Regions from separate parts of the Mus musculus genome. Here regions 1, 2, 3, 5, 6 and 7 are each linked to region 4. A link is a contact called in public Hi-C, HiCAR-type, HiChIP or PLAC-seq and promoter capture Hi-C data. All regions are on one chromosome and are shown on one strand. The core of a region is the stretch at or near the end of the contact, and the rest is flanking DNA. Distances in the headings are between cores, read along the strand shown. Region 1 holds the start of Kdm5a (lysine (K)-specific demethylase 5A). Region 2 overlaps Kdm5a (lysine (K)-specific demethylase 5A). Region 3 holds the start of Il17ra (interleukin 17 receptor A). Region 4 holds the start of Fbxl14 (F-box and leucine-rich repeat protein 14). Region 5 holds the start of Ankrd26 (ankyrin repeat domain 26). Region 6 overlaps B4galnt3 (beta-1,4-N-acetyl-galactosaminyl transferase 3). Region 7 has its middle 18 kb from the start of B4galnt3.

Region 1 (3,622 bases), core at 389-2,888, 880 kb after region 4:
TTTAAATTTTCAAGTATACCAGGTACAGTTGTGCACACCTTTGCTCCTCCCAGCACTTGGGAGGTAGAGGCAGGGGTATCTCTGGGAGTCAGAGGCCAGTCTGGTCTACAGAGAGGTCCAGGACAACCAAGGCTCTACAGAGAAACCTTGTCTTGAAAAACAAACACAAAAATTTAAAACAGTCTTTTGAATTTTACTATTTCTCTTTTGATGTGCATAGTTCTTTTTTTTTCAGATTAAATGCTAAATGACCTAAGTCTTGTTATAAAATATTTTAGTAATTGTATATAATTCATCATACCTTCCTATGTCCATTTTTTCTCTGTATATCACTTTTTCCCTTTTTTCTTTAAGCAAGAAATGGAGACTATACTGGAGTTACAGCTCAGGACACATTTACCTAATATGTTCAAGGACTTGGGTTCAATTTCTAGTACAGAAAGTAATTGAACAAACTAGCCTGAGTCCATTTCCTTGCATTCCTGATCCTGACTAGCAGAATAGAACCTTTATTTATGAGTCAGCGTTTTACCTGATAGCCACCCCCCCACTCCAACCCCCCCAGCCTTTGATTACTTAATGTGTGAATTTGTAGATGAATGTATGTGGACCTGGCGTGAAGGTGAGGTCAGCTTTCAGTTCTCTCCTTTAACCATGGGGTTCCAGGAATCAAACTTAGGATTTCAAGCTTGGTGGCAAGTGCCCTTCACAGCTGAGCCACTGTTCTGGCCCTTACCCCGTATTCTTGACCATTCTGGAACTCGATAAGTGTACCATGTGGCCTTATGGTGCTCTTTCTACATCTCCTTCCCCAGAATTGAGTTTATAGTCCTGAGCCACCACACAGGGATTTTCCTTACTTACAAGGTCTCCCGTAGCCTAATCAGGCCTCAAATTCATATGCAGCTCGAACTGCCCCTAAAGCATCTACCTTCATCACCATAAAGGTATATGGATGTGGAGGGCACAGGATAACTTTGGAGCCGGTTCTTGCCTTCAACCTTGTAGAGTCAGGCTTAGACGCATAAAGGAACTGTAGGACCGTATACCAGAAACGTGGCTTTTTTTTTTTTTAAACCAGCCATTGCTGATCGGAACTCTATGCGTGTGCAACTATGCCCGGCCTTCCAAGTAGAGGTTTCTGACAAGGTGACCAGTTTCATACCAAACTGAAATGGGTTGGTTACAAAGCAAGCGTTTTCAGGCCCTGCTTACTACTCAAATACGGTTTCGGGATGGCTGCCAACAGCTAGACTAGCAAGGCCAGGCCCTCTATGGGTAGGTTCCCAGTGTCGTGAGAAAAAGCAAGTCGCAGCTGGTGGTGAAGGCCGGCCCATGTAATGACGGAATTGGGCTGAAACCTATTGGTCACGGAGAAGCGAGAAACCCGTACGAAGGCGACCGAGCGAAACGAGTTGTACAAGACTAGCATTCGAAAGAAGGAAACGGAGACGCGGAAACTCGGCCAAGAGTTCGTCACTTGTCCAAACCTAGACAACGATGTTAAAAACAGGTCTCGGAGAACGAACAAACCCGGCCGACTAGCCACGGAGGGGCCCACCTTGCGTTCGTGTCCCCACCCCCGACACAAAGAGGAACCGGAAGCCCCTTACCGGAAGCAGTACCTCTGCTCTCCGAGGCATTACACATTCCTCCGCGCGCCGGAAGCGCGCGTTCCACCTTGCGGGGTAGCTTTTCCCTCGCCTCTCCTCGAGAGAGGTCGCGGCGCCTTGAGGGGCCGCGCACCCGGGGTGGACGGAGGGCGCAGAACTTTGACAGGCAAGCTGTGAGAAAACAAAAAACCAAAATAAAACAAAAAAGCTCCGCCGGCCGTCATGGAAGGGAGCGAGGAGAGAAGACCCGACTAGACGTGGCGGCGGTGGGATTTTGTTTCCTGCGGTGGCGGACTGATTTAGCAGCACGTTAACTTCCGGGAGCGTCCTGCCCCTGAGAGGAAAAGCCCTGAAGGAAACAATAACAAACGAGCGGAGGGAGAGCGGCTGGCGCTCCTGTGAGGACTCGTTCTCGTCCTAAGAAGATGCGCTGCGGCCCCAGTGCGGGGACGTGAGAGGGCTTTGGTGGCCGTCAGCCAAGCCTTTCCTCGCTTGTGCACCTCAGGCCCCCCTGGCTTTTTATTTTATTTTTTGGTGACCATGGCGTCCGTGGGCCCGGGGGGCTACGCGGCGGAGTTCGTGCCACCGCCCGAGTGCCCGGTCTTTGAGCCCAGTTGGGAGGAGTTCACAGACCCGCTGAGTTTTATCGGGCGCATCCGGCCCTTTGCGGAGAAAACGGGCATCTGCAAAATCCGGCCACCCAAGGTAGCGTCGCCTGAGGGCGGGGACGGGGGGCGTGCTGGGGCGGCGGGACGGTCCTCCTCCTCCCCGTGGCTTTCCTCTTTGGGGGTCTTCCGTGCTCTCCGGGGGCCCCTCCCTCCTCTCTTGGTGTCCCGAGGCCACTTTTGAGGATGTTTTTTGCCCTGGTTTCTGAACGCAGTTTCACGTCCACTTTGACATTTTATTTGATCGCGTGTGAGTGTGTGTGTGTGTGTGTGTGTGTGTGTGTGAGAGAGAGAGAGAGAGAGAGAGAGAGAGAGAGACAGACAGACAGAGAGACAGACAGACAGAGAGAGGGAGAGAGGGGAGGAGAGCGAGAGAGCGCTCGCGGAGGGGTCAGAGGACATTTTGTAGGAGTCGATTCTCTTCCTGCGTTGTGGGGGTTGTGGGTCTCCGGGCTCGAACTCAAGATTGTCAGGCTTTGGCCTGACGACTGGGCCATCGCATCGCTTCTCAGGTCCCCCTTCAAAAGACAGAAAGAGGTGTCTCTGGGACCTTTTCCTTCCCAGAACTTATTGGGCACGGATATTGTAGTGTGGATTGGAGGTAAGGATAACAAAAGGCTTCAGGCCCTTCCTAGGGAAAGGCGTTTGAAGTGTCCTGTCATCAGCTCACGCACCATCTTTCTGTTTGCGTGTTAAAAAAAACCCCACTAATGTCGACCGTTTTTGTGTCCAAGCCTACTGATGTTCAGTTTATCAAACCTTTGCAGGCCACTACTCGGGTTTCTTAAATTTAGTAATCCGAACTCAGGTTGTCTACAGGGTGATGTCACTAGACTAGAACCCCCACGCTAATTATTACTGCAACAAGGAGGCATCCTTGAGAAAGATAAAGAGCATTAATTTTTTGTTTTTGTTTTTGTTTTTTTAATGTAGAGGTTTAGAAAGAATTGGCCAATGAATGGTGATGGAAGAAAACGTTGAAATCTCTATATGTAAGAAATAAGAAAGTAAGGGACAAAGATTCCCAAACTGTACTATAAATAATCAAGTTTGCCTATAAATTGGTTAATTAACCTCACTTTCTAAGGTTAGGAAAGCAAATGATACCCGGTAATGAGTGGAATTAATTCCCTCGGAGGTTAAGTTATATGCTCAAGGTCAAAGGGTGGTTTTGTTTTTTTAAAAAAAAAAAATATTAGGTGTTTTCCAAATAATGTTGTTGGTGTGGGAGAATGCTGCAAGGCCCAGGCTTCCATCCTCACTAACATGGGAGAAAAACCTTGTCCAAATGTTGCTGAAAAATGAGCACCAGCGTCAACTGGATGTTGTTTAGAAGAGATCCCT
Region 2 (3,646 bases), core at 799-3,298, 960 kb after region 4:
TCTTCTGTACTTATTTGAAGACTTTGATATCTTAACCATAGATTTAGACAAAAACTCAAAAGACCATAAGGGAGGGGGTGGAAAGATGACTCAACGGTTAAGAATCCTGGCTGCTCTTCCAGAGGACCCAGGTTCAGTTCTCAGCACTACATGGTGGCTCACAGCCATCTGTAATGTCCTCTTCTGGACGTTACTGCACTGTACACATGTGGCATACAGACATCTATTCTGGAAAATACTCAAAACACAAATACAAGTAATTAAAATCTTTTTTTAAAAAATTAAGGATATAAGAGAAACTAGCACTCTACCCACAAATTAAAAACCCTATAGTTTGTGAGTTAATGAAATAAAGAGTCATCTATTTAAGGAAAAGTAGATGTTCTAATGTAAAGCTTTGTTTCACAAGAATTGCAAGTAACTCCATTCTTCTGTACTGTTTGTTTACATTTTGTATTAAAACTTGATTTATGTTTCTTTCTGACTCCTCAAAGTTGCACTTCTTCGTTATTAAGTGTTTAATATTTTTTAAGCTATTTCTCACTGCCTTCATTATACTTTAACAAAGGTAACGGAATGAAAAAAGTTGGAAGTCTGCCTGGTGTTTTGGCACACACACTAAGTCCTAGCACTTGGGAGTCAGAGGCAGAAGATTTAAGTCCAGTGAGTTCTACACTAGCCAGGGCTACATAATAAGAAAGAAAAGAAAAGGTAGTAGGTCATTTAGAACTCTACAGAAATACAAGGTAGCAGTCGTTACAGGTCCCTAGTTGTTGGAGAAGAGGCAGATGTTTGTTTCACCTCCTGTTATTGCTGCAGAAACCATGAGCAGTGGCTGCTGTGAACCAGCTCTGCCTGGCTGACTCTGACTTGAGCCGCAGTGAGATTATGAATTACAGTGTGGCATACTTAGAAGAACTGGGAGGCAAACATTCAATCTGTGATTGCCCATGACCTGAGGAACATGGCAGACACTGCCAGATCTGAGAGATGGATGTGATTTCACAAGTCCTTCCCTTCCTTTCCAGCTCCGCCTTTGGTCCTCAACAGGGTCCAAGAAATGTCAATTTGTTTTTCTTAGTTTGCTGGACACAGTTCAGTGAATATAAAGAAACTGCTTGTCAGCTGGGCATGGTAGTATATACTTAATCCTGGCACTCGGGAGACATAGGCAGATTGGTCTATATAGTGTGTTCTAAGACAGCCAGAGCTGCATAATAGAACTTGTCACCAAAAAAAAAAAAAAAAAAGGAAAAGAAACTGCCTGTCAGCCATTAAAATAGAAATAATGGAAAAATAAAGCCTGCCTTTTGCCAAGCAGTTATGAAGCACACCTTTATTTCCAGCACTCAGGAGCCAGAGGCAGGAGGATCTTTCTTGAGTTCGAGGCCTGTCTGGTATACAGAACTTGTTCAAGAGCAGCCAAAGCTACAGAGAGACCCTGCCTTTCAAAAGGTTACATCAGAATACTTTTGGGAGAAAGTAACAATTTGGAGTGGGTTTTGAAAATTGCAAGGTGTAAAGATTTTAAGTTGTTTAAGTCCCAAATAACCCTAAACCAAGTCCAATGAAGTTTCATTTATGAAGTTTCAAATGTGAATTCGCTTTATGTGTGTAGAATGTTGCTTTTAGCGTAGGTCCTTGAGCACAGTACCTTTCAGACATCCTGTCCCTTTAAATCAAACCACACCGTTACTTTGAATATGGATTTACTACGTGGTATTTATAGCACAAGAGGGAAAGAATGGACTTTGATGTCTGAGACTGGAGTATTCTCTTGGCCGGGATCCACTCACCGCTGTGCGGCATAGGATGTGCACCGGGAAGGGACACAACATCTTATACAATGATATGTCTGTCTAAACAGGAATATATTTTAAGAACTTGAACCTCCCCCGGTTGATGATTCCCTTACATGTTCATTAAATTTTACCAGGGTTTTTGGTTGTGTGTAAGAGTAACTTTTAGTCGTCTGGCTTAATTGTTCTCAGGCTTACTGCCTCCCTCTGCTAACCTAAGCTTAGAATATATTCACCTCCGAGACTTTGTGCTTGCCCTTTCTAGCTCTTTGTGAACTCTGGCTTTACTCTCTGCTCTGCTTGAATTGCTCTGCTAACTCTAGCAATCTGTTCCAAACTTCTGGCTCCTTTTCATTCTCTGGCTCATTCTGTCTTCACCTGTCTCTGTAAAATTAACTCTCCCAGTAAACTGCCTCTGAATTCCACGAACTCAGCTCCACTGCCTGCCTTTGAACTGACTCAACCGAAATGACTAAAGAGAACTAACTAGCACTGAGAAATCTGCATGCCTCTCTCTCCTGAGGGCTGGGATTAAGAGTGTGTACCCCCACGTCTGGACTTGAGCTTCTTGTTACCTGAAGTTTGCTGTGTACCAGGCTGGCCTTGAATCCAGAGATCTGTTTGTCTATGTCTCTGGGATTAAAGGCATGTCTGTATTCCAGCCAGATCACAGAGACCTAGAAGGTCTTTGGATGTGATCTCTTGGCAGAGCAGCCATGTTCTGAATTAAAATTACTCCACAGTTGTGCCTTACAGAAATTGTAACTTGATTTCATGATGTTTGAGCATCTGGTTTTTTGTTTTTTGTTTTTGTCTGAACTGTAGCTAATTTTACTACATTGTTTGCCATTATGTCTGTGCTCAAGATTCCCCACCCAACTCTCAGCCAATCCCATTATTTGTATTGGTGGTGATTTCAAATGGTTACCAAGTAAATGTAAATTCTAGAATGAGTACTGAAAATCCTGAGGAAAAATAGCCAATAAACAGGAGCCACTTTTAACCAGGGCCAAAGCTGTTTTTTTACTTGCTGTCTATAAAATGAAGAGCTAGGCTGAAAGAATGATTTGATTATTGGTGTGGTTATCCTGTTAGCACTGCTTAGAAAGGGTATGTGTGTGTGTTGTAAATAGAGAGAAGTAACTCTCTTCTTTTTTTTCCAAGACAGGGTTTCTCTGTGTAGCCCTGGCTGTCCTGGAACTCTGTGAACCAGGCTGGTCTCAAACTCAGAAATCCGCCTGCCTCTGCTTCCCAAGTGCTGGGATTAAAAGCGTGCGCCATCACCGCCTGGCTGAACATCTATTTTCAAGCTTATATGCTTAAAGATGCTATTTAACTCCTTGTGGGTCATTTACTTTTGAGCTACAATAACTAAAAATAATTTTCCACACAAAAGGACCACTAGCAAGATTTAATGTTTTTATTGTAATTGTTTTGTTACAATACAAACAATTGGTAGATTGGTTGATCATTGGTTTTGGTTTTTCGAGACAGGGTTTCTCAGTGTTAGCTCCAGCTGTCCTGGAACTTACGCTGTAGACCAGGCTGGCCTCGAACTCCTGAGCACTGGTATTAAAAGCTTGTGCCACCACTGCCTGGCTTAACTATTTTGAGGCCACTCATTATATTTATCTAAGCAAATATGTACATCTTTATTAAGGAATCTCACTCACTGTACTGCCTTGTACCTTGCCTTTTAGTTTATTGAGAACATTGGTATGTAACCATAAATACTGATTTTATCGCTTTTTAAAGGCTGTATCATTTGCATTATGTGAATTCTTGATTATTTATTTATTTTGGATTTTTAAGACAAGGTTTCTCTGTGTAGCCCTGGCTGTCCTGGA
Region 3 (3,177 bases), core at 668-3,167, 980 kb after region 4:
CCCGAAGTGAGTCTGTGCTGACCACCTTATGCCACATGAAGGGATCCTCCAGAGCGGGCTCCTTAGGGCTACATGGAGGTTTCCTGCGCCTGCCCAAATCACTCCCCCTGTCTCTGGTCCCTCTTGGGAGACAGGAACCTCAGATGAGAGTCTGCACATGCTTCCAGCCTGTCTCACACAACCTCAGGGATGTCGCAGCCACCAAAGCAGGCAGTGTTCTATAGTGCGGTTCTCCTGCCGGGCTTCGCGTGGTGCTTCATGCCGTGGTGCTAACTTGAGCTTTGCGGTCCTGGTTTACTTCTGGTTTGGGGTTTCTGTCAGTCTAGAAATTAGAGTGTGGGTCCTCATCCAAGCCCACAAGACAACAGGGTGTACCTCCCTGTGCCCTCCCTCCACAGCCTTGGGCGGGCTGAATTAGACCTTGTTTTGCTGCAGTAGGCTAGCCCACCTAGGGTGGAGTCTTCTGACCTAGGTAAAGTCTATTGTCCTGCCACTTCTGCAGCTTCCCACGAGATCCTGGCATAGTGGGGGATGGGGCCCCCCCTTTAAATTTCAAGGATTAAACATTGGGCCTTGATCAGAATCTTTGTCTTGGTCTCATTCTTCTCTAGTCATCATTCCTATCCAACCCCAGCTTTCCTTTCGGGAACCCAGTTCTCCGTGGCCGCTGGCGACTACACCTCCCGAGATGGGAATCAGCTCCCAAGAACCTTGGTAATAAAGAGAGAGCCCCTTGTTGGGTCTGAGAAAATAGCCAAAGGGTTTCAGTAAGACAAAAGTTTCCTTCTGCAAAACGGTGTACAGCCGTGTCTTACTGAGCGCATAAGCGCATCCAGTGAGAGTCGCGCTTGGTTTTATTCCCAACGTTAAGGGGTCCTGTGCCTTACTCCAGGTGGTCAGATCGTGGCCTCACATTCTTAGATGTTGCGGTTGATACCCAGAATGCAGTTTTTAGCAGCGGTGCAACCATGAGCACATATTTTCATTACAAGAAGTGTTAGTCTTGGAGAAATTTGAATTCCTAGTGGCTTCTTTGAATTTTTTTTTTCTCTCCAGGGGGTTCTAGAGGGCATCCCCAGGCCTTGTCAGAGACTCTGTCCGTTGTACTGCTCAGTCCCCCATCCTTCCACGCCTCTGCCCTCAGCCTGGCCTCAAACCTTCCTATGCTGTGTACCTTACCCAGCCAAACTGCACTCGGCGAGGCCACAGTGAGGCTCCTTGAAAGAGCTGGCTGTCTACACAGGCTGTCTCCGTTTCCCTCCTCTGATCCACTTTTAACCCTTCATACTTAGCAATGCTACCCCCCCCCCCCCACACACACACATCTCTGTTACAGAATGCCGTGTTTGCTTTAGTCCAGCCATGAGGTGACTAATTCACTGTCCAGGGTTTTGTTTTGTTTTGTTGGGTTTTTGTTTTGTTTTGTTTTGTTTTGTTTTTGAGTGTGCAAATGTATGATTCAACGCTGAAAGGGAAAAAATATAGTTTCATGGACTTGCTATATGAGACTTAAGCTACATGATCTGGCCATCAAAAACTAGAACTTTGTAGAAAAAACAAAAAAAACAAAAACGAGAAATAAGCATTACGACGATGCGATGGGCTTGTTTCTCCATAAAAACTGAAAGGGAGATTGAGCAAACAAACTCCTTGGAGTCCCGAGTCGGAAATTAGACTAAAATGATGAAACAGATCAGTGTAAACCGGGAGGGTACGATGGCGAGGACAGTCATAGCTCCACAGCAAGTTGACAGCGGGGCTCGGCTCCTTAAAACGGGTTCCTGGGCTCCTATCTTACTTAGCTGAGCAACATCCAAGGAGAGCCAAAGAGGCCAGGAGCACACCTGGGCCAAGGCGGAGGCGGGGCCAGAGGAAGGACAGCCCCCACCCAAGCCCCGCCCCGAGCGGCCCGCCCTCGGGGGAGCCGGAAGCGGGACAGAGGAGGCCGTGTGAAGCCGACGAGCGCCAGTCCTCGGCCGGGAAAGCCATCGCGGGCCCTCGCTGTCGCGCGGAGCCAGCTGCGAGCGCTCCGCGACCGGGCCGAGGGCTATGGCGATTCGGCGCTGCTGGCCACGGGTCGTCCCCGGGCCCGCGCTGGGATGGCTGCTTCTGCTGCTGAACGTTCTGGCCCCGGGCCGCGCCTCCCCGCGCCTCCTCGACTTCCCGGCTCCGGTCTGCGCGCAGGAGGTGAGAGAAGCCGGGCGGAGCGGGGATGCCCGGGCCGTCGGGGGTGGTGGAGAGGACGGCGGAGGGTGGTGAAGAGGTGTCAGAGGGGCGGGCGTCGGGAGGGCCGTCGGGAGTGCGGAGGGCTGTCAAAGGTGCTGAGAGCCGTCGCGAGTGCGAAGGGGCGGACGGCCCAGGCTCTGGCGGGCCCGGGGAGGCTGAAAGTCCGCCCTAGGGGCTCGGAGGACGGTCCCGGGCATGGGCGCAGCGTGGAGGCGCGCTGGCAGCGACTCCGGGAGTGGAGTCGCGGTGAGGGGGAGTTCTAGGGAAACTACGCGGGCGGCGGAGTCACTGGTAGCGCGAGGCGGGGTGACAATTCCGTCTGGGCCTCGGAATTGGAAGATGGAGGCACCAGAGGCTGGCAGCTCGGGATGGACATGGACCTAACCTTGGCAGGAGCTGAAATAATCTGGACTGGCCCCTAACTCCTTGCTTCCTGAGCAGTCAATCCTCCAGCTCTCCCATGCTCAGGTGCCCCAGCCTGGCCTCGGGGGTCCCCACAGGTTGGGTAGTGCGGGCGAGCCCAGTGCCCAGGGGAATCAAACAGGATGTGGGTTGAAAGATGCCGTCCATCCCATCTTTTTTTCACCACCACGTGTGTCCCAGAACCGAGCCTGCCAAAATTGAGTTAACATGTGTGGAAGTCTGCCAGTTTGTTACTGCCAGGGAGGACCACCCCACCCCCACGCCCCGCTGCGCTCTTAGGAAACTGACACACCCCTGGCGGTTGAACCTTACTTACTGTCAAAACAAAGCATAACAAAAAAACAGCGAACCTGTGCAAAACCTAGTGTCTGTTCCACGCATAAACTTTCCTCCCTGTCTCCCTTCAAGCCTTCTCTTCCTCCACTGGTTTTTCCAGCCCCTTCCCCTCCACTTCCACAGCTGACCCCAGGAACTGTGTCCAGTCGCTGAGTCGGAGGATATGAAACAAAAGGATAGTTCTTATCTAAT
Region 4 (3,725 bases), core at 649-3,148:
TGACCAGCTGAGAGCCATCTCCAGCACTCGTACAGTAGACGGGGAGAACAGATGGCCCCTGGGGCTGTTTAAACAGAAGATAACCCAGATGACCCCAGGAGAGTGCAAACTGAGGCACAGCCAGAATTGTTACACTATACGTCAGGAATTATTTGGTGACAAACAATGTTGCCTCATATTCAGGAAGGCCATAAAAGTCTAAGGGCCTCGGTATGTGCAATGTGAGATACAAAGGGCCTGCAGGAATTTTAGCCACTGCATTTCCTGATTAAGACCCACGGGGTGGGATTTACTGTGTATTGTGCCTGTTAGTTCTGTACACACTCGGGTCTAACAAGTATCTGTTACTTAGGAAAGAGGAGTGGCTAAAAGCCAAGGCGATCGTATTCCAAATTTGGACCACATCCCAAATCTTGTTCAGTGCAAGATGTCAGCAGGTAAGGTCATTGCTACCAAGTCTCATGATCCGAGTTCCATCCTGGAATCCACATGCTAGGAGAGGGATGACTTCTTCAAGTCGTCTTCTGACCACTAGATACTGGCTGTGGAGCATGCCCTCTCCCCATTAAAGAAATACAATGTATTAATAATAATAATGATGATGATGTCTTGTTCAGGTTCCCAAAGAGTCAAGGAAACAGCTAAGTCAGGTTGTTTTGTATCTAGATGTGTGAACTTGTAACTTATTTAAGATTCTCAGGTTCCTTTTCTCTGAACTAAAAACTCTTGGCTTCAGGGGTCATAAAAATACAATTCTGAAATCCTATCCTTCATGCAGATATTTAAGACCCGAGGCTACACTGTATAGAGTTGAGCTCTGCCCTAGATTCATAAAATATACATAAAGCATAAGGCTGGAGCATCTTTAACCAGACCAAAGAGTGTATGTGTGTCAGCACATACAGATGTATTAGGTATCCGTACAGCTGGGCCGTGCAATCTACAGTCTAAGTGGCCGAGGAAAAAGACAAAACCTGGTGTAGGTTAGAGCGCAAGGCAGGGGCAGAAGCAGTGGGAAGTTTTGACACAAAGTTGAAAGGGAAAGGAACTCACATGGGTGTATGGAAACAACAAGATTGTGGAAGGCAGGCACACTGGACAACTTCCAGAAATTTCTAGAACGAGAGCTGTCAAACTATGCTGACTAAAAGCCACTTTCTCCACCAAATTAAGACTCACTACTAAAGAGAAAGGAATGGTGGGAAGGCCGCCCGACTGGGGCAGTGGGTGTGGTGAGATGGTTAAAGGCGCTCTGAGAAGTAACGCGGGCTAGAGGGGATGGAATATGCGGGCAAGAGAGGATGAAGTATGCGGGCGGGAGAGGGCGTGGAGTAAGCGTGGACACCGAGGGGAGCAGCCCGTGGGCCATCGGGCGCTCTTTAGGGCTGCACGGTGCGGCGAGGCCGCCAGCCATCCCGGCGCGCATGGGGTTAAGCCTCCGCGGCCGAGGGCAGAGCCCGGTTTCCAAGGAAACGGCTCCACCAGTTCCGGCGGCGCGGGCGCGTACCACTGAGCGGGGGAGCCGGCGCGGAGGACGCGGAGGGCGCAGCGCGGCTGGCCGGCTCCTAGGGCGCAGGCCCGATCACGCCGGTGAGTTCGCCGCGTCCCGCCGCCCGCGGCCGTGAATCGGACCCGCGCGACTTAGGCGGGGGAGGAGCGGCGCGCGGCGGCCCCAGAGTCCCCCCGCGCAGCGGCCGAGTGCGAGCAGCCCGGGGCTGGGCAGTTTGAACCGCGGACGGCAGACAAAGGCAGCAGGAAGCCGTCCGCAGCCCGAGCGCCCGGCCCGGGCCTCGCCGGCGCGCGCAGCAGCGACGCGGCCGGGCGCGGGATGCCGCAGGGCGCGGGGCGGCGCGCGGGCGCGGACGCGGCGCCCGCCCCGGCCGGGATGTGAGGCCCGAGCGGCCGCGCGGGGGCGGGAAGGGCGGCAGGAAGGAAGCGCCGCTCGGACGCGCCGGGAGGAGGAGCGGCGGCCCGGCCGGAAGGCGGGGAGGGGCGGCCGTTGGCCCGCGGCGGGCCGCTCTCGGCGCCTCCCGGGGCGGCGGCGGCGCCCGCGCCTCCTGCACCCGGCGCGGCGTAGCGGCGGGAGGAAGATGGAGACCCACATCTCGTGCCTGTTCCCCGAGCTGCTGGCCATGATCTTCGGCTACTTGGACGTCCGAGACAAGGGTCGCGCGGCGCAGGTGTGCACGGCCTGGCGGGACGCCGCCTACCACAAGTCGGTGTGGCGGGGCGTGGAGGCCAAGCTGCACCTGCGCCGGGCGAACCCGTCGCTGTTCCCCAGCCTGCAGGCCCGGGGCATCCGCCGCGTGCAGATCCTCAGCCTCCGCCGCAGCCTCAGCTACGTGATCCAGGGCATGGCGAACATCGAGAGCCTCAACCTCAGCGGCTGCTACAACCTCACCGACAACGGCCTGGGCCACGCGTTCGTGCAGGAGATCGGCTCGCTGCGCGCTCTCAACTTGAGCCTTTGCAAGCAGATCACCGACAGCAGCCTGGGCCGCATAGCCCAGTACCTCAAGGGCCTGGAGGTGCTGGAGCTGGGGGGCTGCAGCAACATCACCAACACCGGCCTTCTGCTCATTGCCTGGGGGCTGCAGCGCCTCAAGAGCCTTAATCTCCGCAGCTGTCGCCACCTCTCGGATGTGGGCATCGGGCACCTGGCCGGCATGACGCGCAGCGCTGCCGAGGGCTGCCTGGGCCTGGAGCAGCTCACTCTTCAGGACTGCCAGAAACTCACGGATCTTTCCCTGAAGCACATCTCGCGAGGGCTGACGGGCCTCCGGCTCCTCAACCTCAGCTTCTGCGGCGGCATCTCGGACGCGGGCCTTCTGCACCTGTCGCACATGGGCAGCCTGCGCAGCCTGAACCTGCGCTCCTGCGACAACATCAGCGACACCGGCATCATGCATCTGGCCATGGGCAGCCTGCGCCTTTCCGGTCTGGATGTGTCGTTCTGTGACAAGGTGGGAGATCAGAGTCTGGCGTACATAGCCCAGGGACTGGACGGCCTCAAGTCCCTCTCCCTTTGCTCTTGCCATATCAGTGACGATGGCATCAACCGCATGGTGCGGCAGATGCACGGGCTGCGCACGCTCAACATTGGACAGTGTGTGCGCATCACGGACAAGGGCCTGGAGCTGATCGCTGAGCACCTGAGCCAGCTCACGGGCATAGATCTGTACGGCTGCACCAGGATCACCAAGCGCGGCCTGGAGCGCATCACGCAGCTGCCCTGCCTCAAGGTACTTAACCTGGGACTTTGGCAGATGACGGACAGTGAGAAGGTCAGGTGAGGGCGGCAGTTCCAGTTCCCCCGCCCCGCCCTGTTCATCCCAGGACCACCACTGTTCCGCACACTCACGCGCGCACTTACACGTTCAGGGCAGTGGCCGCGGTGGGGCGATGACGGAAGCCTGGGCTCTCTTCTCCTAGTCTGGCGCCCCTCTCCACTGCGTCTGGAGTTGTTCTGCTCCCTCTACCCACTCTCCTTTCCCAGTGAGGGGAGAGATGGACCCTGCTGTTTCTCTGCCCACTCTTCTGCAGGGTATGGAGACTTTCAGCCACCGACAACTGTATCCTGGGGCACTGCATTTGGAAATGGGGTGGGGGCGGGGAGGGACTAGTCGTTTCAACCCCGAGGAGTTGAGGAAAGATGCCTGCCTTCACTTACACTTTCATTTGGATACTGTGATCTGGCTTTTAATTCCAAACGTGTAGAAAGCAAG
Region 5 (3,299 bases), core at 519-3,018, 920 kb before region 4:
ATCCTCAGATTTTGTTCAATGGGTCTTGAGAATGCTTCATTTTAAAAAGCTCAATGTTAGAAAGTATCCTGAGGATACACTACAAACCTGCATTCAATCACCAATACACGGATACATACACGGGTGTGTACACACACACTCACACACACTCACACACACAGTGGTTCTGCAGTCGTTCCTCATCTCTTTGTTTTGTTTTGGTACTTTTCTCACTGTGTTTTCTTTTAGTGTTTAACTTATATTCTATCAGGGATTTATTTTAGTGACATAGAAATGTTGCTAGTTTTCTCCAAACAAGTCAACAACCATTTCATTCCTAAGTGTTTGTTCCCTACTAACTGGGGTGTCACCAGAATCAACTTCTAAATTCTTTTTTGGTTTTTTTGTTTGTTTGTTTGGTTGGTTGGTTTTTTCGTTTTGTTTTGTTTTTTGAGACAGGATTTCTCTGTGTAGCCTTGGTTGTCACGGAGCTCACTCTGTAGACCAGGCTGGCCCCGAACTCAGAAATCCACCTGCCTCTGCCTCCCAAGTGCTGGGATTAAAGGCATGAGCCACCACTGCCCAGCAATATCTAAATTCTTACATATACTTGATTGGATATGTTCTGGGTTTTCTATTCCACCCTGCTCACTGCTGTGTCTCTTTGGCTGCTAGTAAACGACTGACTTGTGAAAACTAGTAGTTTTATCCTTTAGAAAGTTTTTTTTTTCTCGTCTCATCACAAAATCAAAAGCAACATAAGAAACTCAAAATTGTTAAAACGCTGACGGTCGGGTTTGGCTTACGTTAAATTGATCAGGATATTCAGAGTTCGAGTTCTGGGAATTACCAATCTTTGACTCGAGAATATGGAACTATTTTCCCACTTCAAAATGCAGTAAAAACAAACCAACCAACCAAAACCATTCACACAGGTGTACGGCAGTGATAAGATGGATCCTGTATGTTAGTGGAAGAATTTTTAACCTTGAACAGAAACATTTCTCCTATTATGTATTTCTACAACATAAAACTTTCTTATATGTATGCAGAAAGTTAAAATGTTAGTTAACTCGCTTTACATTGCCAGTGAAGGGAACTGTCAGTGGATCAGAAACCAGCTGAAGTGTTTTTTGTTGCTGTCCTTGCTGTTCATACAGGTCAGGGCTTAGACCCCACTAAGACTTAGGCATTCAAAGCCAGGTGGGAAGAGTCAAGCTTCCTTAATGAAAGATAGACTCTCTGTCTTCCAGCCCCAAAGCCAGACAAGGTAGGTGCACGCTCCCCCACCAGCTTCGTCCCGCCCCGCTAACTGGCGGGCCATTTATTACCTGTCCTTCTTGTCTCTATCGTTCACGCCACTTTTTCCAAGGATAAGGATATGCTGCACTTTGGCTACATCTCCCACGCTTGCAGCCTTGTGGATCTTGCCCATATCCTTGTCGTGAATATGGTACCTGGGCACGTGGGAGCCACTAGCACTCTCGCGTCCAAAGCCCACGCAGTTGCTGCGCGGGCGGGCAGAGGGGCCTAAGGGCGATGGGCCCTTACTCCTGAAGCCAAAAATCTTCTTCATGGCAGAGGGTACGCCCCTCACAGGCACCTTCTTCCCCGCGCAACGTTGGCTGACAACACAACGCAGCTAGGGCACTTATTGAAAAGCCGGCCTAGACGCACGGGATCCCACCGGGAAAGACGCTGCATGGCCCGGCAGGTTTTTAAAGCACAATAATCGCCAAGCCGAGCTGCAAACTAGCAACCCGCGCCTTCTTGCTGCCGCGCATGCTCACACAGGCCCAGCAGCGACCAGTGCCCAGCACGCGTGCGCACGGCCAGGCTCCGCCTTCTTTGCTGTTCAGGAGGTCAGGGCGCTGCAACCTAGCGGGTTCTCTAACCCGGGGTTTAAGGCGGAGGTGGGCAGTGTGTTGTTTCCAGAGGCCCGGGTTAGCCTCGGTTTGGGCGTGATCGCTGCAAGGCTTCAACAGGAATGGGGGTCGCTCAGCAGCGTGGAACCCAGACCCAGTACTCCAGGACTGCGGGCATTGAGGGCGCCTGGCAGATGGGCGCAGAACCTTCTGGAGTCCGGCCTCCCTGCTTAGCTTTGGCCTTGTGTTTCAGTGGCAGTTAAACCTGTTGGGGAGCAAACCTATTGGACTCTAGGTAGGCGATAATCAAAAAGTAAACTACAAACAGCATGGATGGAATCGTGGCGTGGAAGAGTAAGGGAAGAGATTTTGTTAAGCTAAGTAGTTTGGGAATTAGTGCAATAAATGATCGTGTTTCACAGCCTAAAGAGTCAGTATATGAGTTAGACAAGCTGATGGGAGGTAAGAAGAAAAGGTTGTCTGCATTTGGGATCTGAATGAAACGATATGATGTGTGTAAATTTTTGGTTTTGGACCTGGAAAAAGTAATACTTAGTAAGCAGTTTTCCAGTGTAAGTGTTCACCTTGACGTTTTAAATTGTTAATAAATTTTGTCAATCTAAAGCCACAACTCACCTCAAAGGGAATAAAATACCGTTCGTGCCTAATAGGACCTCCAGTGGCCGCAGGAACTACCTCAAATTCAGGCTACCTCAAATCCTGTTTCATGTTCCAATTTTAATAGAAACGACAACAAATCAACCCACTTTTCAGATACGTCGGTGGGTACGTCAGGTAAGTGGGTTTTGTGTTAACACCCCTCAGATGGCAGTTGATGAATTTCTTACCCCCTTTGGCTGATGGAAGCTAGGAGTCCCAGTGGACATTCCAAAGGCTTTACCTCCTGGACATAAAGAAGCTAGGTCCCACGCACAGGAGAACACGATGGCTCAATGTGATTTGCTTCTGGACTTGCAACGTTCAAAACTTGCTACGGCAGTAGTTCAGATCAGTCAGTTCCTATGGTACAGCTTCTTTTTTTTTTTAATTTTTAATTTTTTATTAGATATTTTCTTTACATTTCGAATGTTATCAGCTTTCCTATCCTACCCCCTCCCCCTGCTCCCCAACCCACAGGAATCCCACTTCTGCAGTGTGGATCTGTAATACATGCTGTACTCAATGGAATGATTCCACAGGTTTTTGATTTGACTATATCTTTTGTAATAAAAATTGAAATAAATTCTATTGCTAATTTTATCTTTGTGTGTGTGTGCGCGCATGTGTGTGCATGTGTGCCTCTGTGTGTGTGTGTGTAAAACAGAATCTCACTCTAGCCTATGCTACCCTTGAACCTTAATGATTCTCCTGCCTCCGCTTTGGAAAGCTGGTGTTTTGGGTGTAGACCACTGCCCCTGCTTTCTGTCTCTCTATCACACTGCTCTGGGCTTTGCT
Region 6 (3,309 bases), core at 622-3,121, 780 kb after region 4:
TTAGCCTCGAGTTATCTATCTTAACGTAGGTATCATCATCGTCATCGTCGTCGTCATCATCATCATCATCATCGCCGGGGCAGTGGGATGATATAGCAGTTGATTTTAAGTGTGTAAGGTGCTGGTGTGTGGCTCATGGTAGAGCATTTGCCTCCTTAGCAGACACACAAGGCTGAGCTCAACATCTAGTACACACAAAGCCCACACAGTCATAACACAAGTATATATCATATACATTAACTCAGAAAGTGTTCAAGATAGCTATATGGGGGAAATTGCCATATATAGCCAAAGGGACACTACTAATATTAAAATTAAAACTGTCACATCTGGCAGGGCAGTGATGGCACATGCCTTTAATCCCAGCACTCAGGACACATAGGCAGATGGATCTCTGTGGGTTCAAGGCCAGCCTGGTCTACAGAGTAAGTTCGAGGAGAGCCAGGGTCACACAGAGAGAAAGCCTTGTCTTGAAAAACAAACAAACCTGTCACAACCAGGAGAAACATCAAGGAAGCCTGGTGGCCCAATGGATCCAATACCAGGATCCCCAATCCAATGCCCTGGTATTGGAAAGGAAATCAAAATAAAATATGGGAAGGACTGGAGAGACAGCTCAGTGACTAGGAGCATTAGATCTTCTTCCAGTGGGAGAACTGGGTTCAATTCTCAGCACCCACAGGGAGCTCACGATTATCTGTAACTCCAGTCCCAGGAGATCTAATGCCCTCTTTTGGCCTCCTGAGGCATCAGGTACAATATAGTACACAACATTCATTCAGGCAAAATGCCTATCCCCATAGAAACAGGCACCTGGCTGGGTGTAGCTGAAGGGGAGAGCCCTTGTGATCCATGCCTGAAGGCCTGGGCTCCATCGCCAGCATCACTGAAACAAAAAGTAAGGATTCCACTTTTTCAAAACAGGCTTTCACACACCCCAAGCTGGCTTCAGCTCCCTACTCAGGTGAGGATGACCTTGAACATTCAATCCTCCTGCCTCCACACCTGAATTGCTGAGAGGACAGAAGTGTACCATCTGAGTTTTGTTTTTTTGAGACAGTTTCTCTGTGTAGCCCTGATTGTCCTGGGATTCACTCTGTAGACCAAGCTGGCCTCGAACTCAGAGATCCACCTGCCTCTGCCTCCCAAGTAGGGGGATTAAAGGTGTGCACCACCACCACCACCCTGCAAAATGTTTTTAAGTAGAAAAATAAAAAATGAAAAGAAAAATACAGGAGAACCAAGATTGAAAAATTCTGCTGTGTTCCATCATTGCCAAGACTGAAGCCCTCAGCTAGGACAAGGGGTACGAGGCCTCATTACTTACTAGCTTTGTGATCTGCTCTTGGTTTACCTGGGGAAAAAATGATGACATTTAGGGACACTGCAAATACTGTTGGTTTTTCATAGCAAAAGCCAGCTTCAAATCCTTCCCACAATCTTCCTGCCTCAGCCCTCCCCATGCTGGGATTACCGCAGTTCACCCCAACACATTCTGTGATCCAACACTTAACACACAGAGAAGAAACTTTAAGTAGTTTCCCTTACAATACTATATCACCTCTGGTCTATTCAAAATAGTTTCCTCTCTAAAAGCTGAACCACAGGATTTTTTCAGAGCTGTATCTCTGGGATTACTCAGCTGCAACCTGTAGTGTTTTAGAGGTTAAAATCAGAGGCGAGCCGGGCTACAGTCTGGTTTCTAAGAAGAGCGAGGACTGAGGCTTAACTGGCTCAAATCTATGCAAATGAAAGAAAGGAGAAGAAGATGGCCGAGGCTGCTCGCGGCAGAGCTCCCGCTTGTCTGATCTGGGTCTCTTCGTGGGAGAGTTGGAAACCCCACACAGGCTCCACACAGCTTTGTTTGTAGGTCTTTGTTCTCTTCCTATCAATCCAGGTTGAGGACAGTTTGAGAGGCAGACCTATTCAGACCCCTATCTCCCTGAAGATAGAAATCCTAGGCCTGGGTAATGCGAAACAAGGGTCTTTGGGACACTCCCCGCCATGACAATGAGGTGCTGTGGTGAGCAGACACCACCTCACTCGGTGGGAGAGCTCTCTCACAAAGCAGTGAGAAAGGCTTGCAGAAGCCAAGCCAACAGAGGGACAAACATCTACCCCATCTCAACAAGAGCTAGTTCTTGATTTGGGGGTTTACTCAAAGCAGTTCTCAAAAAATTAGAACTAGAAGAGAAGAAAGAAGGAAAAGAAAAACTTCTATAATCTGGGATCAGGGGGGAGGGGTGCAGTGTAGTTCAGGGGTGAAGACTGGAGAAAAGGGGTGTTATGAGAGCTGTTGCGCTGCCTGTGTCGTCTGTCTCTTCTTCTTCTTCTTCCTTTCTTCTTCTTCTTCTTCTTCTTCTTCTTCTTCTTCTTCTTCTTCTTCTTCTTTTTTCATTTCTCCTCTTTTCTTTTCTCCTCTTTTCTTTTCTTTTCTTTTGTTTTTCTCTTCTTTTCTTTCTCCTGTTTTTGGAACTCCCTCTGTGGACCAGGTTGGCCTTGAACTCTTCTCCCTGAGTGCCAGGGTTAAAGGTATGTGCTACCCTTCTTGTGGTCCTTTCCTTAGATAAGCTCAGCTCGATGGACATTCATCCTTTTATTTATTCACTAGATATTATTTCATTCAAGAAAGAAAGTTAAAACTCAAGTTGCCTCAAAGCTGACAAAATAGTTCAGACATTACATAGCAAGAATACTCACTGAGTTCCTTCTAAGACTGCAGATGCACAGAGAAAGGAGAGAGAGTCAGGACATGAGGGCAAAGAATTAGAAAGGAATTTAAAAGCCAGCACTGGAGAGGCAGAGGCAGGCAGATCTCTGTGAGTTCGAGGCCAGCCTGGTCTACAGGATGAGTTCCAAGACAGCCAGGGTTACACAGAGAAACCCCATCTTGAAAAACAAACAAACAAACAAAGATTTAATAACATGGTGTGGTGCTTTAAATATGTTTGGCCCATGGGAAGTGTGGCCTTGTTAGAATAGATGTGGCTTTGTTGGAGGGTGTGTCACCGTGTAGGCAGGTTTTGAGGGCCCCTAGTGCTCAAACACTTTCTGCCTGCCTTTAGATCAAGATGTAGAACTCTCAGATCCTCCTCCAGCACCATGTCCGCCTGGATACTGCCATGCTTCCTACCATGATGATAATGGGCAGAACCTCAGAAACTTTGAGGCAGCCCCAATTAAATGTTTTACTTTATAAGAGTTGCCTTGGTCAGGTTGTCCCTTCAGCAATGAAACCCTAACTAAGACACATATTAGTGTGTGTGTGTGTGTGTGTGTGTGTGCGCACATCTCACACTTTGTTGAGAA
Region 7 (3,436 bases), core at 315-2,814, 830 kb after region 4:
ACATGAAGGCTTACAACCATTTGTACAGCTACAGTGTACTCTTATACATAAAATAGATAAATAAACCTTTTTTAAAAAAAAAAGAAAGAAGGAAAGAGAGAGAAAGAGGGGTTCAGCAGGAGAGGGGAATGGGGTGGGGGCGGAGTAAGAAAATAACTCAATTATATCCATGTAGGAATTGCCAGGCTCTGCCCACACAACACCCAGCCAAGCTCCGTCCTACAGAGTAAAAAGCTCAAGGTCAGGACTTGAAGTTCCACCAATCCCCACACTGGAAAGCTTCTGTCCCCCTTCCCCAAAGAAACCCTGAATAAACCCTGTCCTCTGTGTTCTGCTGCTTCTTGCCCACCCCCGTTGAGGCAGTCACCCTCCTGGGTCTCTCCCATGTGACATTTCTTGTGCCCCGTGACTTTGTGGGCTTCCTTGGCCCCTGATTGTCAGGATTCCTTTCTCGGTCAGAGCTCAAACACTCACAATACATCATGGAGAGTGAGGCCCATCATACAAGGCTTCAGATCGACCATGTCAGGGCCCGAGAGCAGAGGTAATTTTCTGCAAACACACAGCTTTACTCTTGGAGGTTTCCAGTATGATAAACCAAAGAGCCAAACTTGTGTTTTACTTTGAGCCTCTTTCGGGATGTCTCTGCAATGCTGAACCTTTTTCTTGATAATCCATTTGTCCATTTCTTCATTAAAGAAATTAATTTATTTTTATTTCATGTGTATGCGTGGGTGCCTGTGTATATGTATGTGTACCATGCCATGTGCATGCCTCATGCCCTGGGAGGACAGAGGAAGGCATCTGACTCCCTGGAACTGGAGTTGTAGGCAGTTGTGGGTCACCATGTTGGTGCCAGAACAAACTTGGGTCCCCTGGGAGAACAGCCCATGCTCTTCACTGCTGAGTCATCTCTCCAGCCTCTCAATCCCTCCCTTTTATCTTCTGTCCTTTCTCTTTCATTCACACCCAACCTTCTCTGCCTCTGGAAGGAACCTGGGTTCAGTGTCTGTGCTGGTCTGGACTGCTAGCATTGCCATATAAGCAACCTTGCAAATCCTCTGTCCATCCCATTCATAGAAAGTGAGGTTACCCCACTAGTAGGCACTATATTGCACTTCCTGTTATCCCCCACATCTGGACACATCATAAAGTCACAACCGACCTGTTTAGACTTTTGGGAATTTCTTTTTTCTCATGTTGAGAAAGTAAAGGCAGGACCTCACCGTATGTTAGTCAAATGCTCTACCACATTACTGCCCCATATCATCTCTAGGAACTCTGACAAAAGATTCAAATGTATCAAAAGTTCTGATTTCCTACCCTAATTAATGTCTCACCAAAAAGTAGTTGATGCCCAAGGGGGAATTTCTCAGTTATTTGCTCGGTACCATGTTGCTTCTAGAAGCCATCCACAGGGATCTGCTACTGTAAGTTCCTTGTAGAGCTGCCCATCAGAGAGTTCTTTTCCTCCTGCTGATCTTCCTGCCCACCCTCCTCTTCTGCTCCTGGCATCCCCCTCCCCCTCCACACCCTTCTACTCCTCTCTACCACACTCCTGTCTCCCTTCCTTCCTCTTTTTTTTTTTTTTTTTTTTTTTTCTGAGATGGGGCTCACTACATTACCCTACTTGGCCTCAAACTCCTGAACTCAGGCAGTTCTTCCCTCCTCAGCCATCCACTACAGTCGCAGGCCACTAACTACCCCCGCTTCGGAGGCCTGGGCAAGCTTACTGGTTTCCGTTTAGCAGGTTCAATTAGTAAAGCCTGAAGGGCAGATTTACACACTCCGGGGCTAATAGTATTTGGTAGGGAAGCAGTCCCATTTGGAAACACTAATCATTACTCATAAAATAACTACATAAAGGAGACAGAGCTTGTTTTATTCAAAGTATGTCCAAGATCCCAGTTTTCAGCCAGGGAGATGAATGACTTGATAAAGACACTTGTCACCAAGCCTGATAACTTCGAACAAACAAACAGGAAAGGAAAGCAAAGCAAACTATCCTCTAACCTCTATGTATACAAAATGGCATATGTGCCTAGATGTACAAGCACACACACACACACATACACACACACGCATGTAATAAAAAATTAAATCTAGCTGTTTATCCAAATGTTCGCTGTAATCCTATCACCTGTTGCCCGTCCACACCTTCCCAGTACAACCTCTACCCTCTTAAGATGGTGCCAGCAGGCCCTGGAGTCACCACTTATAGGGCTCCTTGTCATAAAAGCTTCTCCTAGCTTGATCACCCACCTGCACACTGCATCCAGCTCCATGTTTCTAGACATGGGTAGTGCAGAGGGCCTCCCCCCCCCCCACCCCCCGTGCCTTTAAACTAATGAGCGACCTTGCTTTCTGGCACTTTCAGGTAGGGTTTCTCCATCTTTGCTGCTGGCTTCTTAAATTTCTCTAAACTATGATAAATTGAGTGACCTTGCTTGGAATGCTATAAGGTTTGGGAAGCAATGGGGGACCCACCCAGCCTTTGATAGTATTACATCAACATTTTATTATCTATTATTATTATTATTTATTATATGTAAGTACACTGTAGCTGTCCTCAGATACTCCAGAAAAGGACATCAGATTTCGTTACGGATGGTTGTGAGCCCACCATGTGGTTGCTAGGATTTGAACTCAGGACCTTCGGAAGAACAGTCGGCACTCTTAACTCTGAGCCATCTCGCCAACCCCTATTATTATTATTATTATTGTTATTGTGTATGTGTGTGTATGAGTGTGTGTGCTACAGTTAGATTCCTTCTCATTGCCACCTACCCACCAAGGTAGATTTGCCTCACCAAAGGTCACAATTGGTTCTGAGCGTAGTGAGGGTGTGGGCTTGCCCTGAGGGTGTGATCCAAGTCTGTTTTCACAAGGGCTCCCCGCTTACTTTTTGGCAAGTCTTATTTCCCTTTCCCCTACCCAGGAACCTTCCTTTCTGCACATAGCCCGTCTTTTTCTCTGCACGTTTTAGGTATTGTATACCTTTGTGACGAATGCCTCTTTATCTCTTTGGAATATGCTAGCTTAGTTTTTCCTACTCTGACTCCTTCTCTGGGTCACATGGAAGAAGTTTGTAGAAGGCCACAATCTGTGGTAGTTTGGATGATAATGGCCTCCTTTGATTCATATATTTGAATGGTCAGTTATCAGGGAGTGAGCACTGTTTGAGAAGGATTAGCAGATGTGGCCTTGTTAGAATAGGTGTGGTCTTGTTGAAGGAAGCCTGTCAGCTCCTTTCCCCCTCCTCCTCCCCCTCCCCCTTCCCTTACTGCCTACAGATTAGGATGTAAAATTCTCAGTTATTTCTCCAACATCATGTCTGCCTGCCCATCACTGTGCTCCCTGCCGTGATAATAATGGTCTAACCTCTGAAACTGTAAGCCCCTGGTAAGCACTTTTAAAAAAAGATTTATTTATTTAT

Evidence for each region. Promoter capture Hi-C pulls out the DNA fragments that hold promoters and counts their contacts. A called contact is a pair of places that touch in the nucleus more often than the background predicts. HiCAR-type assays count read pairs that join an accessible place to other places. HiChIP or PLAC-seq counts read pairs in DNA pulled down with a chosen protein or histone mark. Capture Hi-C pulls out chosen DNA fragments and counts their contacts.
Region 1: a contact with region 4 is called in a promoter capture Hi-C map of liver, with 7 times the contacts expected there. The contact joins the promoter of Kdm5a here to the promoter of Fbxl14 in region 4. A contact is called at or near these places in 18 of 39 promoter capture datasets (the 3T3-L1 cell line, 3T3-L1-derived adipocytes, the C10 cell line and 11 more), 1 of 15 datasets of contacts at CTCF or cohesin (large pre-B cells), 9 of 484 Hi-C or Micro-C datasets (CD4 T cells, CD8 T cells, the HPC-7 cell line and 6 more), 31 of 115 datasets of contacts at active chromatin or transcription factors (the 230-238 cell line, the SCID.adh cell line, T-cell acute lymphoblastic leukemia and 21 more) and 6 of 9 other capture datasets (adipose tissue, embryonic stem cells, embryonic tail and 3 more).
Region 2: a contact with region 4 is called in a promoter capture Hi-C map of liver, with 3 times the contacts expected there. The contact joins the enhancer-like site here to the promoter of Fbxl14 in region 4. A contact is called at or near these places in 3 of 39 promoter capture datasets (hippocampal neurons, liver and neutrophils), 1 of 15 datasets of contacts at CTCF or cohesin (embryonic stem cells), 1 of 484 Hi-C or Micro-C datasets (embryonic stem cells), 7 of 115 datasets of contacts at active chromatin or transcription factors (astrocytes, bone marrow-derived macrophages, double positive thymocytes and 3 more) and 1 of 9 other capture datasets (embryonic stem cells).
Region 3: a contact with region 4 is called in a Hi-C map of regulatory T cells, with 7 times the contacts expected there. The contact joins the promoter of Il17ra here to the promoter of Fbxl14 in region 4. A contact is called at or near these places in 2 of 39 promoter capture datasets (hippocampal neurons and liver), 1 of 15 datasets of contacts at CTCF or cohesin (embryonic stem cells), 6 of 484 Hi-C or Micro-C datasets (the G1E-ER4 cell line, embryonic stem cells, neutrophils and 1 more), 6 of 115 datasets of contacts at active chromatin or transcription factors (bone marrow-derived macrophages, embryonic limb bud, large pre-B cells and 2 more) and 2 of 9 other capture datasets (embryonic stem cells and liver).
Region 5: a contact with region 4 is called in a HiCAR-type map of astrocytes, with 3 times the contacts expected there. The contact joins the promoter of Ankrd26 here to the promoter of Fbxl14 in region 4. A contact is called at or near these places in 2 of 39 promoter capture datasets (cranial neural crest and hippocampal neurons) and 2 of 115 datasets of contacts at active chromatin or transcription factors (astrocytes and extraembryonic endoderm stem cells).
Region 6: a contact with region 4 is called in an H3K4me3 HiChIP or PLAC-seq map of embryonic stem cells, with 9 read pairs. The contact joins the enhancer-like site here to the promoter of Fbxl14 in region 4. A contact is called at or near these places in 1 of 15 datasets of contacts at CTCF or cohesin (large pre-B cells), 28 of 115 datasets of contacts at active chromatin or transcription factors (the SCID.adh cell line, T-cell acute lymphoblastic leukemia, acute myeloid leukemia and 19 more) and 1 of 9 other capture datasets (embryonic stem cells).
Region 7: a contact with region 4 is called in a promoter capture Hi-C map of the HPC-7 cell line, with 4 times the contacts expected there. The contact joins the enhancer-like site here to the promoter of Fbxl14 in region 4. A contact is called at or near these places in 13 of 39 promoter capture datasets (3T3-L1-derived adipocytes, the C10 cell line, the HPC-7 cell line and 8 more), 1 of 15 datasets of contacts at CTCF or cohesin (large pre-B cells), 83 of 484 Hi-C or Micro-C datasets (the 3T3-L1 cell line, B cells, the Ba/F3 cell line and 45 more), 28 of 115 datasets of contacts at active chromatin or transcription factors (the SCID.adh cell line, T-cell acute lymphoblastic leukemia, acute myeloid leukemia and 19 more) and 1 of 9 other capture datasets (embryonic stem cells).

What each region holds. Positions count from the first base shown.
Region 1 is chr6:120,362,461-120,366,082 of GRCm38.p6, forward strand. It overlaps Kdm5a (lysine (K)-specific demethylase 5A), which reads left to right and starts at 1,639. Exons shown (of 28, transcript NM_145997.2): 1 at 1,639-2,318. The coding sequence starts at 2,154. It also overlaps a transcript of Ccdc77 not described here.
Region 2 is chr6:120,441,768-120,445,413 of GRCm38.p6, forward strand. It overlaps Kdm5a (lysine (K)-specific demethylase 5A), which reads left to right. Exons shown (of 28, transcript NM_145997.2): 28 at 1-2,807. Among named protein-coding and RNA genes, the nearest start is that of Il17ra, 20 kb to the right of the region's middle. Within about 2 kb of position 2,049, at least 16 of the 459 cell types and tissues checked have an H3K27ac peak or open chromatin away from gene starts, as enhancers often do. A contact at or near this core is called in liver, where this site is marked.
Region 3 is chr6:120,461,280-120,464,456 of GRCm38.p6, forward strand. Il17ra (interleukin 17 receptor A) reads left to right here and starts at 1,918. Exons shown (of 13, transcript NM_008359.2): 1 at 1,918-2,187. The coding sequence starts at 2,050.
Region 4 is chr6:119,477,770-119,481,494 of GRCm38.p6, forward strand. Fbxl14 (F-box and leucine-rich repeat protein 14) reads left to right here and starts at 1,899. Exons shown (of 1, transcript NM_133940.3): 1 at 1,899-3,725. The coding sequence starts at 2,091. The coding sequence ends at 3,293. The region is part of intron 1 of Wnt5b (wingless-type MMTV integration site family, member 5B); the gene reads right to left.
Region 5 is chr6:118,560,503-118,563,801 of GRCm38.p6, forward strand. It overlaps Ankrd26 (ankyrin repeat domain 26), which reads right to left and starts at 1,769. Exons shown (of 34, transcript NM_001081112.2): 1 at 1,311-1,769. The coding sequence starts at 1,555.
Region 6 is chr6:120,257,785-120,261,093 of GRCm38.p6, forward strand. All of the region lies in intron 1 of B4galnt3 (beta-1,4-N-acetyl-galactosaminyl transferase 3), which reads right to left. Among named protein-coding and RNA genes, the nearest start is that of B4galnt3, 35 kb to the right of the region's middle. Within about 2 kb of position 1,872, at least 18 of the 459 cell types and tissues checked have an H3K27ac peak or open chromatin away from gene starts, as enhancers often do. A contact at or near this core is called in differentiating embryonic stem cells, embryonic stem cells and extraembryonic endoderm stem cells, where this site is marked.
Region 7 is chr6:120,311,072-120,314,507 of GRCm38.p6, forward strand. No RefSeq gene overlaps it. Among named protein-coding and RNA genes, the nearest start is that of B4galnt3, 18 kb to the left of the region's middle. Within about 2 kb of position 1,565, at least 3 of the 459 cell types and tissues checked have an H3K27ac peak or open chromatin away from gene starts, as enhancers often do. A contact at or near this core is called in the HPC-7 cell line, where this site is marked.